Linked DNA regions of Pan troglodytes: regions 1 and 3 are each linked to region 2. The links are chromatin contacts, called in public Hi-C maps. All regions are on one chromosome and are shown on one strand. The core of a region is the stretch at or near the end of the contact, and the rest is flanking DNA. Distances in the headings are between cores, read along the strand shown. Region 1 overlaps NPAS3 (neuronal PAS domain protein 3). Region 2 overlaps NPAS3 (neuronal PAS domain protein 3). Region 3 overlaps LOC104001998 (a long non-coding RNA gene).

What was found. Hi-C and Micro-C count contacts between places; a contact is called where the count stands out from the background.
Region 1: a Hi-C map of stem cell-derived neural progenitor cells shows a contact between it and region 2, with 2.9 times the contacts expected there. The contact joins two enhancer-like sites. A contact is called at or near these places in 1 of 7 Hi-C or Micro-C datasets (stem cell-derived neural progenitor cells) and 1 of 1 other capture datasets (stem cell-derived neural stem cells).
Region 3: a Hi-C map of stem cell-derived neural progenitor cells shows a contact between it and region 2, with 4 times the contacts expected there. The contact joins two enhancer-like sites. A contact is called at or near these places in 1 of 7 Hi-C or Micro-C datasets (stem cell-derived neural progenitor cells) and 1 of 1 other capture datasets (stem cell-derived neural stem cells).

The regions. Positions count from the first base shown.
Region 1 is chr15:31,600,981-31,605,416 of NHGRI_mPanTro3-v2.0_pri, reverse strand. All of the region lies in intron 3 of NPAS3 (neuronal PAS domain protein 3), which reads right to left. Among named protein-coding and RNA genes, the nearest start is that of NPAS3, 430 kb to the right of the region's middle. Within about 2 kb of position 2,801, at least 7 of the 24 cell types and tissues checked have an H3K27ac peak or open chromatin away from gene starts, as enhancers often do. A contact at or near this core is called in stem cell-derived neural progenitor cells, where this site is marked.
Region 2 is chr15:32,029,368-32,033,733 of NHGRI_mPanTro3-v2.0_pri, reverse strand. NPAS3 (neuronal PAS domain protein 3) reads right to left here. Exons shown (of 12, transcript XM_054666466.2): 10 at 1,106-1,253. Among named protein-coding and RNA genes, the nearest start is that of EGLN3, 160 kb to the left of the region's middle. Within about 2 kb of position 2,288, at least 6 of the 24 cell types and tissues checked have an H3K27ac peak or open chromatin away from gene starts, as enhancers often do. A contact at or near this core is called in stem cell-derived neural progenitor cells, where this site is marked.
Region 3 is chr15:32,451,756-32,456,803 of NHGRI_mPanTro3-v2.0_pri, reverse strand. All of the region lies in intron 1 of LOC104001998 (a long non-coding RNA gene), which reads left to right. Among named protein-coding and RNA genes, the nearest start is that of SPTSSA, 240 kb to the left of the region's middle. Within about 2 kb of position 3,448, at least 2 of the 24 cell types and tissues checked have an H3K27ac peak or open chromatin away from gene starts, as enhancers often do. A contact at or near this core is called in stem cell-derived neural progenitor cells, where this site is marked.

The DNA.
Region 1 (4,436 bases), core at 1,552-4,051, 430 kb after region 2:
GAAAATAAAATCAAAATCCCCTACTTTTTTACTTCTAGAAACACTTTCAGCTAGTTGACAAGAAAATTCCAGTGAAATGCCGCTGGGGTAATTCTGTTGCATTTCATTACTAAGTTGGTGAGTTGGCTCCACAGCTTAGTAGGGATTATAATATAAATGCACTTGTGATTATTGCGCTATGCAAAGTAGGGAGTTTACCCCTGCAAATGTGAGTTTGTATCTGCAATGTCTGCAAGGCACTGTGAAAATGCGTGTGTGTTAAGTATCATTATTACTGACAAGAGAAAAATAACAGAGGCATTTTTTTCAATGGAAAAATTTATAAAATATAATTGAAGAGTGATCATTATCAAAAGAATATTCCAGCTGGAAGGGATCTTAGAGATCTCTACTCCAGCCTCCTCATTTGCTTCAGAAGCAAAACACACAACTAAAAATCTTAAAACAGAAAAATCAGTTTACTATGCTGAGATTAATCTTTATTATAAATATAGACATAGGGTTTTTACAATTTTAATATTCAGATATACTTAAGACAGTACTACTGTGTGTATGTGGGTGTGCACATTTCTGATTAATTTCCTATTCTAACATGCACATTACTCCCTTCAAAACTCCTTTGGCATTTTTGATAATGCAGCTGTCTTGCTGAATACTGTTTTCAGTTTCTAGAGTGTTAATTGCACATTATGGTAGCTTGGTGTGAATGATCCCACATGAATAAAATCTGCAGCCTTTTTTTTTTTTTTTTTTTTTTTGAGATTATGGGGGTGGGTGGCTTTTGGGAGGGAGAAGCGGGGGAGTTGAAAAACTTCTCAAGTGTCCACTCTGTTTTTGAGACAGTAATTAGGATTCAGAAAGCTCCTTATTAATAGCTCATAATTTGGGGGGGCACTTCAGGGACTCCAATTACAAAGTTCAAAATAAATCACTGCACGTCCCCTCCCCCCCCCAAAAAAAAGAAAAAAGGACTAATTTTAGATAACAGAAATCATTCTACAAAGAACTGGATTATGAGGGGGCAAGGGAGTAATAGCCACCAGGTTATAAGGAACCCTAAAACATCACAGAAAAGTTCACTGACTTAGGAGGCCCAAGATGCAAGCTCCAGTAACAACATAAAGCTGCTCAAATGCCTTCTGAAAGCATAGAGGCTGTTGTCTTCAGTGGGGGTGTGGGGGGTGGGGCGGTTATTCAAGTCTGGCTACTGATGGCCTTTCTTTTCCTGCTGTTTCTCCACTAGGGTTCAGGCTGTGCTCTGAGGAAATGTCTTCATCCATGAGTTCTATCTGTATAGTTATTCTTTGCTCTCCAAACCCCCTAGAAATCTGAGTGTGCACCCCCATACACCCTAGCATAATATACAAGTATCTTGCAAGTAGTTTCATGCTATTCTATTCGATGGCATTTTTATGTCACTGGAACTTCTCTTGATTTATATGTTTTGCACTTATGCAGGTGATGTGGGCTGCAATGACAGTTCCTAATTTTACAACCAACATAAATATGTTAAACAGGAGCCCATTATGCCCCTGGTAGGAGCCCAGCTTTAACTTGAGCATTAATGCTAACTGAATAGATGTTAAAAATGTACTTCTTATCTTGCACTTATCCTATCACATTTGGCATTTTGAGAACTGAGACAATAATCTGATAACTAAAGAATACTGCAAACACAGGTATTTTGTTTCTCCGTGTTAATCTTATTATGTTTATAGAGTATCAATAATGATCTAAAAAAACTAAAGGGGCATTTCCTCAATGGGATCTGTCATCTTCAGCAAAGCAATACATTGTTTATGAAGCTCTCTCAGATTTCTGTATTTTGGAAATTGACAGTTTCTAAAACCATCTGGTAGCCCAGACACACTGTATACTTCTTATTGCCGAACGGGTCACTGTTTCATCTGATCTACTGACATATTTCATTTATTTGTTTGTTCAACTAAAAGACTATTTTCTGAAATTTAAAGAACACTAACAAAATTAACCTATACACACACACACAACACACACACACACACACACACACAGAGGGCATTGCTAAATAAATGGAATGTGCAACCACTTGTCTGTGAAGATTCTGTTACCAGCTCACTGAGAGTGAGACGTAAGAGCTATAGGAGTTGAACAGTTTATACAAACTAGTATAAAAAAGAAAGCCCAAGCCACAGGAATTCAACTTAAAATTCAATTCAACATGACTAAATGCCTATTTGATGTGGAAAATTTCTAGCTACTATAAGGGAACTAGTGTTACAAAACTTAATAAATAGTCCAAAAAATGTTTTATGACATTTAAAACAAAAGTAGGTCCAGTATATAATTATCAACACACACCACAACTCTACTATTTCATGTTTTACAAGGGTTAAAAATAAAACACCTAGAGTTTTAAGAGACTTTAAATGGAAGAGAAATACAGGGAGAAGGATTTATTGGTTTTTTAAAAAATCATCTAGGAAAATTCTGATTGTCTCAGAAATCCAAAATGATCCGATGAATCACTAAGACTGTGCATTTGGCCTTTCCCTCATTAAAAAGGGGAAGATACACAGGGGAACCACAGTCTAAAACATGTATCTGAAAAATTAGTTTTGCCCCTCCACAATGTCAGCAGGAAAGTTCTAATCTGGATCCTTCAGCATAACCTCACACGGTGGTCTTTGAGAATTAATTCAGTGCAGTAAAAGGCAACCCTTCTTTGGGGAATACACCAGGCCCTCCCAGCCATATTCCTAACCAGTGCTCCTCACCTCAGGGGAGGCACTCACGTGAGGAGGGCTGAGGATTAACGCTCAGTGGGAGTTTGACCTATTCAGCCGAAAGGTCAGCTTGCCATGGAAGAACCCGTTACAAAACAGAAGCAGGACAGCTCGGTGGACACACATAATGAAAGGGGAAGAGTCACGAGCCCTACTTGCCTTGTGCCCTGCTCTTTCCCTTCATAACCCCAGCTCCTTGCCAGCATGGTTCACAATGGGAAGGTGGACCACAGGCAGAGAGCCACAGAGGGGCTTGCTATTGGAGGGATCACTTGAAGAAGGTATTCTGAAGTGAAGAGGACTGTGACACTGTGAGGCAGGGTTTCTAATGGATTGTTTTATTAGGCCAAGGCAGTCACTGGTGGATAGGAAAGATCATTTCAGAGGTACTTCCTTATCCTCCCCAATAAGGTGGAGGGCAGTACGGCATCACGGGCAAATGTAGTCTTAAAGTTCGGCAGGTAGTATCTCAGGAACGCCTGGCAAAAAGGCAGGCTTCATGCCCAGTAACCCCTGATAGCTCCCCTCTGAATCCTCCATCTAAGGGGCAAGGATCTGTTCCCACACTGAGCCTGGGGGAAGGGAGCACTAAAGGGCGTGCTTAATGGAATCCCTGGACATTGACTTCCTGGGCTTTGGCTAAGCAAAGCCAGGGGCTGAGAAAGAATGGAATATGGAATGCTTAATGAGTCTTTCCATGACATAGAAGAAAAGGAAAGGGATTCCCTTGAAGAATCTCAATTAGCCTTCCTCACTGTAGGGCCAAAGAAGCCAGGGAGAGTTTTCTCAGGAGCCCCAGAAGTTCATGAGGTATGTATGAGTGTGTGTATCTGTTTCCCTATCAAAATTAAAATTTCTCAGTTTGCATGTAATATAGGCTGTGTCTTTATTCTGAAACTGGCCCTCATCACTCTGCCTTCTGTGAGGTCCGTTTTCACAAATTGTATTCTTTCAATACAAAAAGCCTCAGTATCTGTGCATGGCTTAGACACTGGGAGATTTTCAGGTTTGGAGAAGAAACTGAAATAGCACTGGGTACCAGCTTAACCCATATAGCAACACGACAACTGAAATTCTGTTGTTGAAAGCACTGTATGTGAAGTTTTCGTGCAATATGTATATATACATATATGACGCACTGTTATTGTTTTCATATATATGACAACACATACATGAAATATATATATATATGAAAACAAATAATAACAGTGCTTTTTCAGTGTACTTTCATCAAGGTTAGTTTCTAGTATTAAAATATAGGATAAATGATGACTGTAGAAGAGAAATAGGGACACGCATTGTTAATTGGGCACGTGATTAATCACATATCTGATAACAAATAAATACCAGAAAAAAAATCTCATGTATTCAAGAGTAGTACACTTTGGGTTTATTTTTAAATTCCTATTTAGGGGATTTTTAAAAACAAAAAATCTATCTTCATAATTCATATCTCAGACCTACTAACATGTTATATCACCAATTTAGACAAAAAAGAATATTTAATCCAATAATGCAATTGAAATTTTAAGAAGTCTTACGATGATCCACAATTTTTTGATGCAATACATATTTAAATATCTTCCACCATTTAAGTATGGGTTGACTGCATTAGGTAAAATAATTAGGGATGAGGTGACTGTGCAAATTTTAATACTTATAAATGAACTG
Region 2 (4,366 bases), core at 1,039-3,538:
TCACCAAAGTATGTGAACACACTCTGAAGGGCCAGTGTGCTGATGAGCCATGGTTGTTAGCTTCCCAGCTCCATTTGGCTGTCTCAAAGAAAAATGGGATTCAGGTACTCCCTGTCTAAATTATCAGCCAAAGGGCACCAACTTCCATTCACAAGACCTATTGGAAATTTTCCTACTCAGACCATGTGTGGGCTCTGCTTGGTGGCTTTAGGCCAGGAGAAGCCAAAGACCAGAATGATGGGGGTGGGAGTGAGCCAGGCCAAGTGCTGTGATAGTTTCACACCAGGATTGGTGGAGAACTTCCCAGAAAGCCTGCCCCCAAACTCAAGATGGCCCAATCTGTGGGTCTTGGTTACTTTTCTGCTAGTTTGAATCCAAAGGAAGAATGTAGACTGGGAAGGGGAGAGAAATGGTGTCTCACACCGGAATTTAGGAAGCAGTTGAGCTTGGGCTTACTTGAAGATAGACTGTTAAGGACACATTTTAAGAGCAGTAAAGCTTGCCAAAGATCACAAAGCAGTGGGCCAAAAAAAAAAAAAAAAAAAAAAAAATTGCCTTCAAACAATACACCGCTATTGTTTGATTCCAGCAAAGCAACTCACCTTGTTTACCAAAACTTTAATGCCCAGGAAGTCAAACCCTATGTAATATGCTAAGGGCATCAAAGGGAAGAAATATAAGAGGAATATAATGTTCCCTGTCGCTTTTCTCCCACTCTGTTTTACTTCATTTCCACAAGAACTGGAGTGTGTGAGTGTGTGTGCTGGGGAAGAGGAGATGCCTTTTGAATGCTTCAGCTGTAGGCTGAAGTCTATATTATTCTGGCCTAAGCATTTGTGGGAAAACCAAAGCAACTTCTGCAGAGATGCCCAAATGTTGACAGACCAAGAATGATTGGAAATCTTGAAATCTTTCCTGCAAGTCCCTTCCAACATAGTTTGATCTTCTCACATTTATTTGAATCTTGTGGAAAGAACAGCAGAATTGCCATGAAATTCCACACCAGGTACTGTCAAAAGATAATATTCACAACATGTCGGCTATTAACCATAGTGCTGCATATTTTATAACTAGGACAGAAATAGAAAAGAAGTAGAAAATATACCTAAGAAGGTAATTCACCCAGATGATATTCTTTTCATTTGCGTTCTTGGCATTAATAGCTATGGTGGCACTGGACTGTATCCAAATATATCCTCCGTTCTTCTGCATCCAGCGATAGTACTTTGTCACACACTGACCCTTATTCAGCACTGGGGAAAAAAAACAAAACAGAGGCATTGTATTAAGACTGGGATCAAATAATTTTTTTTTTTTATCTCTGCAAAACCTTAAGCCTAAAAATGGGAGGACCTACAGCAAGCCAGGGTGACCCTCTGGATGCTTAATATAGAATGCCATTAGTAGGACAAATGAAATCAATTCAGTGGAGCGGCAGCTCTGGAGCCAGGGTTACTGGCATTTGTAGCAAGACGTTATTCCGTTTTGGGCAGCCATGGTGTGAAAAGAATAAAAGGACTACAAATCTTTTTGGCTCACAGAACACCTAATGCGGTGTGGATATTGTCAATGGATTTGACATCAGATGGTAAGAAAGGCAAATTTGTATGTGATTTATTCATAGCTTTGAGGTAGGCCTCTTTGAGATTCTGGATATTTGAATGGTTCCAAAGATGCTTTACCCCTCGTCTTTGATCATTTCTCCTCCGTGTGAGCAATCTCAACCCGCGTCCTTAAATGTCTGTTCCTTTTGATCTTGTCTAACAGAATTTATAGTCCTCGGATGAACTAAATTTACACTGGTCAGTCGGGGGAGATTCTGGTGAGACTTCGCTGAATGTTGGAACAAAATAAATTCCCCAGTGGAGTCAGAGAGAAACACTGGCCTGAGGGAGGCACAGAATTGACTTGGCTGGAGCCAAACAGAGTGACAGCTCCACACAGACTCTGAAATATGGCCCCAAATGAAGGAACAAGTAAAAACAATCAGTAATGTGAAGCGGTGCCATTAAATACCCACTGAAAGAGAGCTTTAAAATGCAGATGTTAAAAATGATACTTGAACCAAAATCTCGCCAAGCTGAAATTGATTTGATTTGTATCTGGGTACTCCTGAGCTAGTAAAAGGGGAAAGCACAGTAAATCATCCCCTGAAATAAAGTGCTGTGGATGGGAATGGTTTAAAAGGGTGCCGGAAATGTGGAAAACCTGCTGTTATTACTTGGCTGCGGATCGCAGCAACTCGGCGCCCCGCGAAAGCTCACCGGCTGGCTGGCCACTAGAGGGCAGTGTGCACTCATCTACGTCGCCCACTTTTGGCATGTCCTTGTCTCCGTCTGCTAAAATGAAAAACCTCTAACTGCTGTAATAAATTTGGCTAAATTAGCTGCTAAATGGTTATCTCAAGTAATATGTATTTGCATTAATCATCTTGCTCTAAACCAGAACAAGCCAGAGTCCTAAAGACGTAGTAAATTCATATTGTCCATTTAATTACGGCTAATAAGTGCTTCATATACAATAGTTTCATGAAGTACATTTAGATTTTTTTTTTTTTTTTTTTTTGGAGGCGGGTGGATGGGTGTGAAGGGAAGTCACTTTGGAAAAGAGCTGTGTTTAAGGCTGTGGAAGCTCTTCTCATCTTGTCCTGAGCCACTCTTCCTGGCTCTGAAAGTGCCACATCCAACTATTACATCCATAAACATATAAACTTTGAAGGTTTTCTTCCATTCTCCTTTTTTTTTCTCACAGCACACTAACGGGACCGTTGTAAAATTTGGTAATTATGTCTTAACTGTTACTTGAAAAAGCCTCACTTTGATGAGTGTTTCAAATCATAACAAGTTTCATTCTGAAACTCCTCACCAGTTTAGGGTGTTTTGAAGGCCCGGAACTGTCACCTTCTCTTGGTGGCGTGGCTCCACAGGTTGCATTGTACTCTCCTTTTGTAGGCAATTGTAAGTTCTGCCATTCTGCATGCATGGCTTCCCAGGCTACAAAACTGCGTGGTGAAGCTGAAAGCAGTAAAATACTAACTCTGCCATACAGCTCTTCTGTCAAACCATTGTTGCATGCAACAAGATGTGCTTTTATTCAAATCCTCTCAACCTGGTTAACTATTAATAGAGGAACGATGGGTTATATAATTCTGTCCACTATTTTCACAGAGAAAACTTACAGCACCCCAATCAGTGGTTGGGGGTATAATTCTGTCTGCTTTGTGTCTGGAATGAGGAATAATTCCAAATGGTTCTAGTATGTTTAACAAAGGCAAAGAGACTAAGAAGCCCCTTTTTTAGAATCACATGGAGAATACATTGAGATGGCAGGCCAGATCAGCACAGCCTGCCTGGGAGTTCTAGACTAGAATTTGACCAAAAGCAGGCAAAATTTTAAAAAGAATTATCTCCATTTTACAAAGTATACAAAAGGGGCAAAGGGATAAAGGAGTTATAATATCAAATTAGAATCTGCAGAATCAATGTAAAGATCACCCCCTCCTTCCTGATAATACTTTCTCTTAATAAAATCCCAATTTGGAAATGGATATCCAGCCAAACGTTTGGCCTCCCCAGTGGTCTGCACGTATGTGTAGCGAAGGGGGCTGAAAGGCTTCTTTGCTAAGGGACCGTATGGTGTCATCTTTTTGAATTACAGTAGGATGACTCTGGGTCTACCTAAATGGATCTGTGTTTCCTGAGAAGATAAATCCAGCACTCATTTGTTAGGGCCCATGAATATAATAATACAGCTTTCTTTATCACCCAGGCCAAGGGTCAGCTAGCAAGAGAGGAGAGCTAAATATGAGAGAGGCAGGACGGGTGACTTCTGATGTGAGGAGGTATCTGTAAAAAGACTGAAGGGGAAGGGAATGGCTCAAGGCTTCCTTGGGGAGTCGGGGAGCCACGTGATAGCCCTTGACTTCCTGTGGTGAATACCACAAAGCAGGTTCGGGAGCCCACCGTGGGCGGCTGAAGAGGACGAGTTTGACTGACCTGTGGTTTTACCCTGGGCCAGTCTGACAGGCAGAATTCCTAAAGGGTAGGCAATCTCACTTGGTCTTTCCTAGGGATTGGTGTTTTCTGAATGAGACCCCCAAGCGCCAGTGGGAATCTGGATAACTACAGATACGGTGCAGAGTTAGGACAACATGTTTACCAAAATATCACCCGAGTTGCTTTTGGTTTGCAACAGATCTTGTAAAAGAAATCATAATGTTTGGGAGGCCAAGGTGGATGGATCACTTGAGGCCGGGAGTTCGAGACTAGCCTGGCCCACATGGTGAGACCCTGCCTCTACTAAAAATCCAAAAATGAGCCAGGTGTGGTGGTGTGCACTCGTAATCCCAGCTGTGAGGGAGGCTGAG
Region 3 (5,048 bases), core at 2,199-4,698, 420 kb before region 2:
GAATAACTACTCCTTGAAAATACTAATTCTGCCTAGAAAGAGGGGAGGAGAAAGGCTTATAGGGTGGTGGGGAACATTTGAGCAGAGTCTTGAAGGATGAGAAGATTTAATGAGGCAGAGAAGGGCTTGTAGCTTTTATTATTTATTTTTACTTATTTATTTTTTTGAGATCAAGGCTCATTCTGTTGCCCAGGCTGGAGTGCAGTGGCATGGTCAGGGCTCATTGCAACCTCAACCTCCCAGGCTCAAGTGATCCTTCCACCTTAGCTTTCTGAGTAGCTAGGACTACAGGCCTGTGCCACTATGCCCGGCTAATTTTTGTATTTTTCGTGGAGACAGGGTTTCAGCATGTTGCCCAGGCTTGTCTTGAACTCATGGGCTCAAGTGATCTGCCCGCATCGGCCTCCCAAAGTGTTAAGATTACAGGTGTGAGGCACCACGCCGGGCCTGCTTGTAGCTTTTAAATGTTGTTTAATATTGCCAGAGAGTTTTGTCCACCTCAAACCATCAAGGAGCCAAACATATTGAGAGAGATTGAGTTTTCTTTCCCCTACATTTGGTTAAAGACATGGGCTTTGCGAATCACTTATTGAGAGGGAAAATCTGGCTAGCCTTGGACTTTTGCTCAGTGCCAATAGTCAATGAAGTAATGTCTACAAATTTCTGAGGAAAAGAGTGACTCAAAAATATTATATCCAGCCAAGGAGTTGGTCAAATATAAAGATAACAGGTAAACATTCTTATGCATTGACCCAAGAATTACAGGGTGTACAAACACTTCTTGGAAAAAAAGTTAGTGACAAGATGAAGCCACACAAGAGGTAAAAATAAAGGACAAAATGAAGGACTCAGGAATGAAACAGTCACAGTAAAAGACTGGTAGTGGGCATTCAATTCATGTAAATGTAAGAACTAAGTCTAAACAAAAGTAGAAAATGGTAACAGAATAGAGAATTAATGTTATAATCCTTATCAGGGAATATGGGTGGGAGTGTGAGAGTACTAATTTCCTCATCTTTCTTAGCAGAAAGTTTTTTTGTTTTTTGAATGACTAGCCACTTTATATTTTTTTAATATTTTTTTTCTTAACCTAGAAGGCTCTTTTAAGAAATAATAACTTTACTGGCAAAGAAACGTTTATTTGAAGTTTATTCTCCTTCACTTTCTTCAGTTTCTTTATCCTTTTTAAAGTAAAACAAAGTTTTCTAACTTTCCAAAAATTAAAGCTAGCTAATATAGAATAATCTCATTTTAATTAGCTTATTTCTTTTCTTCCCTTCCATTGATCCATCCATCTTTCTATCCATTCTTGGCTAATTTCTTTTACTCTCATGGTTTTAATTTAATTTAATTTAATTATTATTATACTTTAAGTTTTAGGGTACATGTGCACAATGTGCAGGTTTGTTACATATGTATACATGTGCCATGTTGGTGTGCTGCACCCATTAACTCGTCATTTAGCATTTGGTATATCTCCAAATGCTATCCCTCCCCCCTCCCCCCACCCCACAACAGTCCCCGGAGTGTGATGTTCCCCTTCCTGTGGCCACGTGTTCTCATTGTTCAATTCCCACCTATGAGTGAGAACATGCGGTGTTTGGTTTTTTGTCCTTGTGATAGTTTACTCTCATGGTTTTAACTATTATCTCTTTGATCACGATGTTCAAACATTTATTTATTTATTTATTTTTAGAGATGGAATCTCACTCTGTCACTCAGGCCGGAGTGCAATGGCACAATCATAGCTCACTGCAGCCTCAAACTCCTGGGCTCAAGTGATCCTCCTGCCTCAGCCTCCTGAGTTGTTGGGATTACAGGCTCACACCATCACACCCAGCTAGTTTATTTTTATTTTTGTAGTGATGGGCTCTCCCTGTGTTGTACAGGCTGGTCTCAAACTCCTGGCCTCAAGTGATCCTCCCACCCCAGCCTCCTGAGTTGTTGGGATGGCAGGTAGGAGCCACTGCACCTGGCTCAAGTATTTATCCCTGATGATTCTTCTGAGTTGCAGAATTATGTATACAATAGCCCACTGGATGGACAGCTCCACTTGGATGTCCAATGGACACTTCAACATGTTCAGAACAAGACTCATTTTCTTCAGCTTCCAAATCCAAATTTGCTGCTCCTCTTATATTTTCTATCCTGGTTCGTGATATTACCATCAACTTGGTCATCCAAGCCAGAAACTTGGAATCATCTTAGATTCCTTATCTCTTCATCCTTCTCATCCAATCAACCATTAACACCGCATCCAAGCCAGAAACTTGGAATCACTCTTGATTTCTCATCTCTCTTTCAAGCTTCCCATCCAACCGGTCAACATCGCTTCCTAAATATTTACTTTTCCCTCTTCTCCTTATCCTAGCTATCCTTGATCTAGGACAGAGCCTCACCAGGGTCTTTGATAATAACTTCAAACTTGTCTGTAGGCCTTCTTGGCTTTTCTTTATATTCACTTCCATTGTTTATATTCCTGCCAGAATGATCTTTCTAAAATGCAAGTTTATCTTGTTATTCCCCAGCTAGCATCCTTCAAAGGTTCCCTATTTCCCTAAGGATAAATTGCAGGCTACTTAAATACACCATCTTCTGTCTCTGGACTAATAGGCAATAGGCACTATTTTTATCCCTGACATGCTGTGATGTGGACAGCTGCTGGTTCTTCTGCTTATAATTGTTTTGTGTCTGTTATGGCCTGGATGACACTTGCTTATTTGTTGAAACACAGCTCAAGGGTCACTTCAGGAAGTTTTCCCAGACCTTGGACTAAGGTTTTCTCCTCTGTACTCAGTAGCACCTTTCACATATCTCAGTTGTAGCACTGAGCGTTTAAGAACTGTTTATGTGCTGGTCTCTCCTACTATCACTGCAAGTTTCTCCATGTTAGGAACTGTGTGTGTGTGTGTGTGTGTGTGTGTGTGTGTCTGTGTGTGTTCATTCACAGTGCCTACTGTACAGCATGGCACATAGTAGGTTTACAAAGACTATTGAAGTGAACTAAGCAATCCTGGTACATCTTTCTATCAATGCCATATGTACTCCCTCTCTCCCTTGGGCACAATTGGATAAACACCAAATTCAATAGTGCTCCATTTTTCTGAACTCTGGGCAGACCGCCTTCCTTCTGTGGACACATTCTTTCTTCAGATATGTTAATACTATTGATTAAGTCACAGCTTTCTTTTAGAGCAATCACATTCCAGTCATGTCTCTGTAGGCTGCATCCTAGACTCTTTAATTAGATTTCTTCATTCCTTCATTCATTAGTTCACTTATTCTATTCATGGACGGCTGTATGTTTAAAAGGCATCTACTAGGTTTTTAGTAAAACAGTGCCCTTTGTATTGGTGGCCCTCATTGTGGGGCACAAAGTGTGAGCCCAGTGGATGCTTCAGTGGGTGGGATGTGTGCATAAGGTAGGCACCAATAGCAGGGGAGGGCAAGAGTCCTGAATGCTAAGTCCAGCCTCAGGCAAATTCCTCAGATTCTTGAGAACGGTCTAGCACAGAGGTTCATATCCCTAGTTTTGGAGGGAGGCAGGCTTATTTTTGAATTTTCAAGTTAACAGCTGAGTGGACAGTTTCCTTACTTGTGAAACTCTTCATCTGTTAAATGAGGTTAAGAGCAGGACTAACATAGGTTTGTTTTGAGAATTAAAAAAAGACAATGTTGAAAAGTGCAAGGCAGATGACAAGCATGTGACAAATGGTAGTCAACCTTATCAACCTCATCATCATCATCATTTAACAACAATGAATGCTCTTAGTCTGGACTTACACTGACCATTGGTTGGTTCCTCCCCAAATTGGGATGCGATTTAGTCAGCAGTGATAGGAGCCTGAGAAAGACCTCGTGGACATCCCAGGCACCAGTTGCCTTTTCTGCTTCTGTTAGGAAATGCATTGAGTTTTTAGGGACTCTGTTTATACAGAGATTATTTAGCATTTTTATTCTCTGAAGGTGCTGGCATAGCTTCAGCCTGTATTCTAAAGAGAAGGCGGTTAGCTGTGCCTTTCTTTGTTTGTCGGGAACATTTCTGTAGATAAGCACCCTGCACAGTAAATAAAATGCATTGTTATTACATTGCCTAGCAATTTACCTGTAACAGACGGCTGTGCCTGCTATAATGACATGATAGCTAATCCATACCCCTGCATGATTTTATCTTCCACGGAAGGAGGCTGGCAAGTTTAAAGGGGACACCCTCAAAGATCAGCCAGGGGAAACCACTTCTGGTTTCTGTGAGTACGCCAAAAGTCCGGTGCCCAGATTTTGAAAGAATGCTTAATTTCAGGATCAATTACCTTAAGCTTCCCATAGGTAGGTTCTACCTAAAGCTTCTGTGGAAAAGCAGTTTGATTTAATTAAGGAAGTCTCTCAGACCTTGAGTCTGTGCTTAATACAGAGGTTAATTTTTTTTTTCTTACTGCATTAGAAGTTTCGGATATGCAAATAGCCTATCATCCAACTTGCCTTAAAAGTTAATAACAATTGCCTTTTGCAGTGGACAAATAACACTGCTTTTGTTTATTTTGCTTCCTGTATGCATTTGGATAAAGCCCTCAAAAAGACGTTATTATGTCCAAAGGCAAGAGCTATTTTATAACACTAATACTAGAGTGATACAATTTACCAAACACCAAAACAATGTAGCGTCACCATAATTTTCAATATAAACAATAGAACTGGACTTTCAACTGTACCTCGTTTCCTGGGGTTTGCTGTTGTTTGTTTTTCTGACTAAACTAATCTGGAAGGAATGGGTTGGATTTGGACTTCTCAGGAGGCTCTGTCCCCTTCTGGAAAGGGTACAGACTTGGAGTTTAACCCAGGTTGCACTCTTGGCTTCAGCCATTAACAACCCTATGATCTTGGGCAAGTCATTTACTTTTTTGCAGTCTTTTTGTTGCTGTTGTCACAAAGCTTGTTGAAGATATTGCTTGAGCATTTTTTAGGAATTACTTCTCTAAATGGTCTCAGATACCTTTCATAGCTTAAATATTTCTGGCAGTGTTAATAATAAGGAACAAGAATTGTTTCAG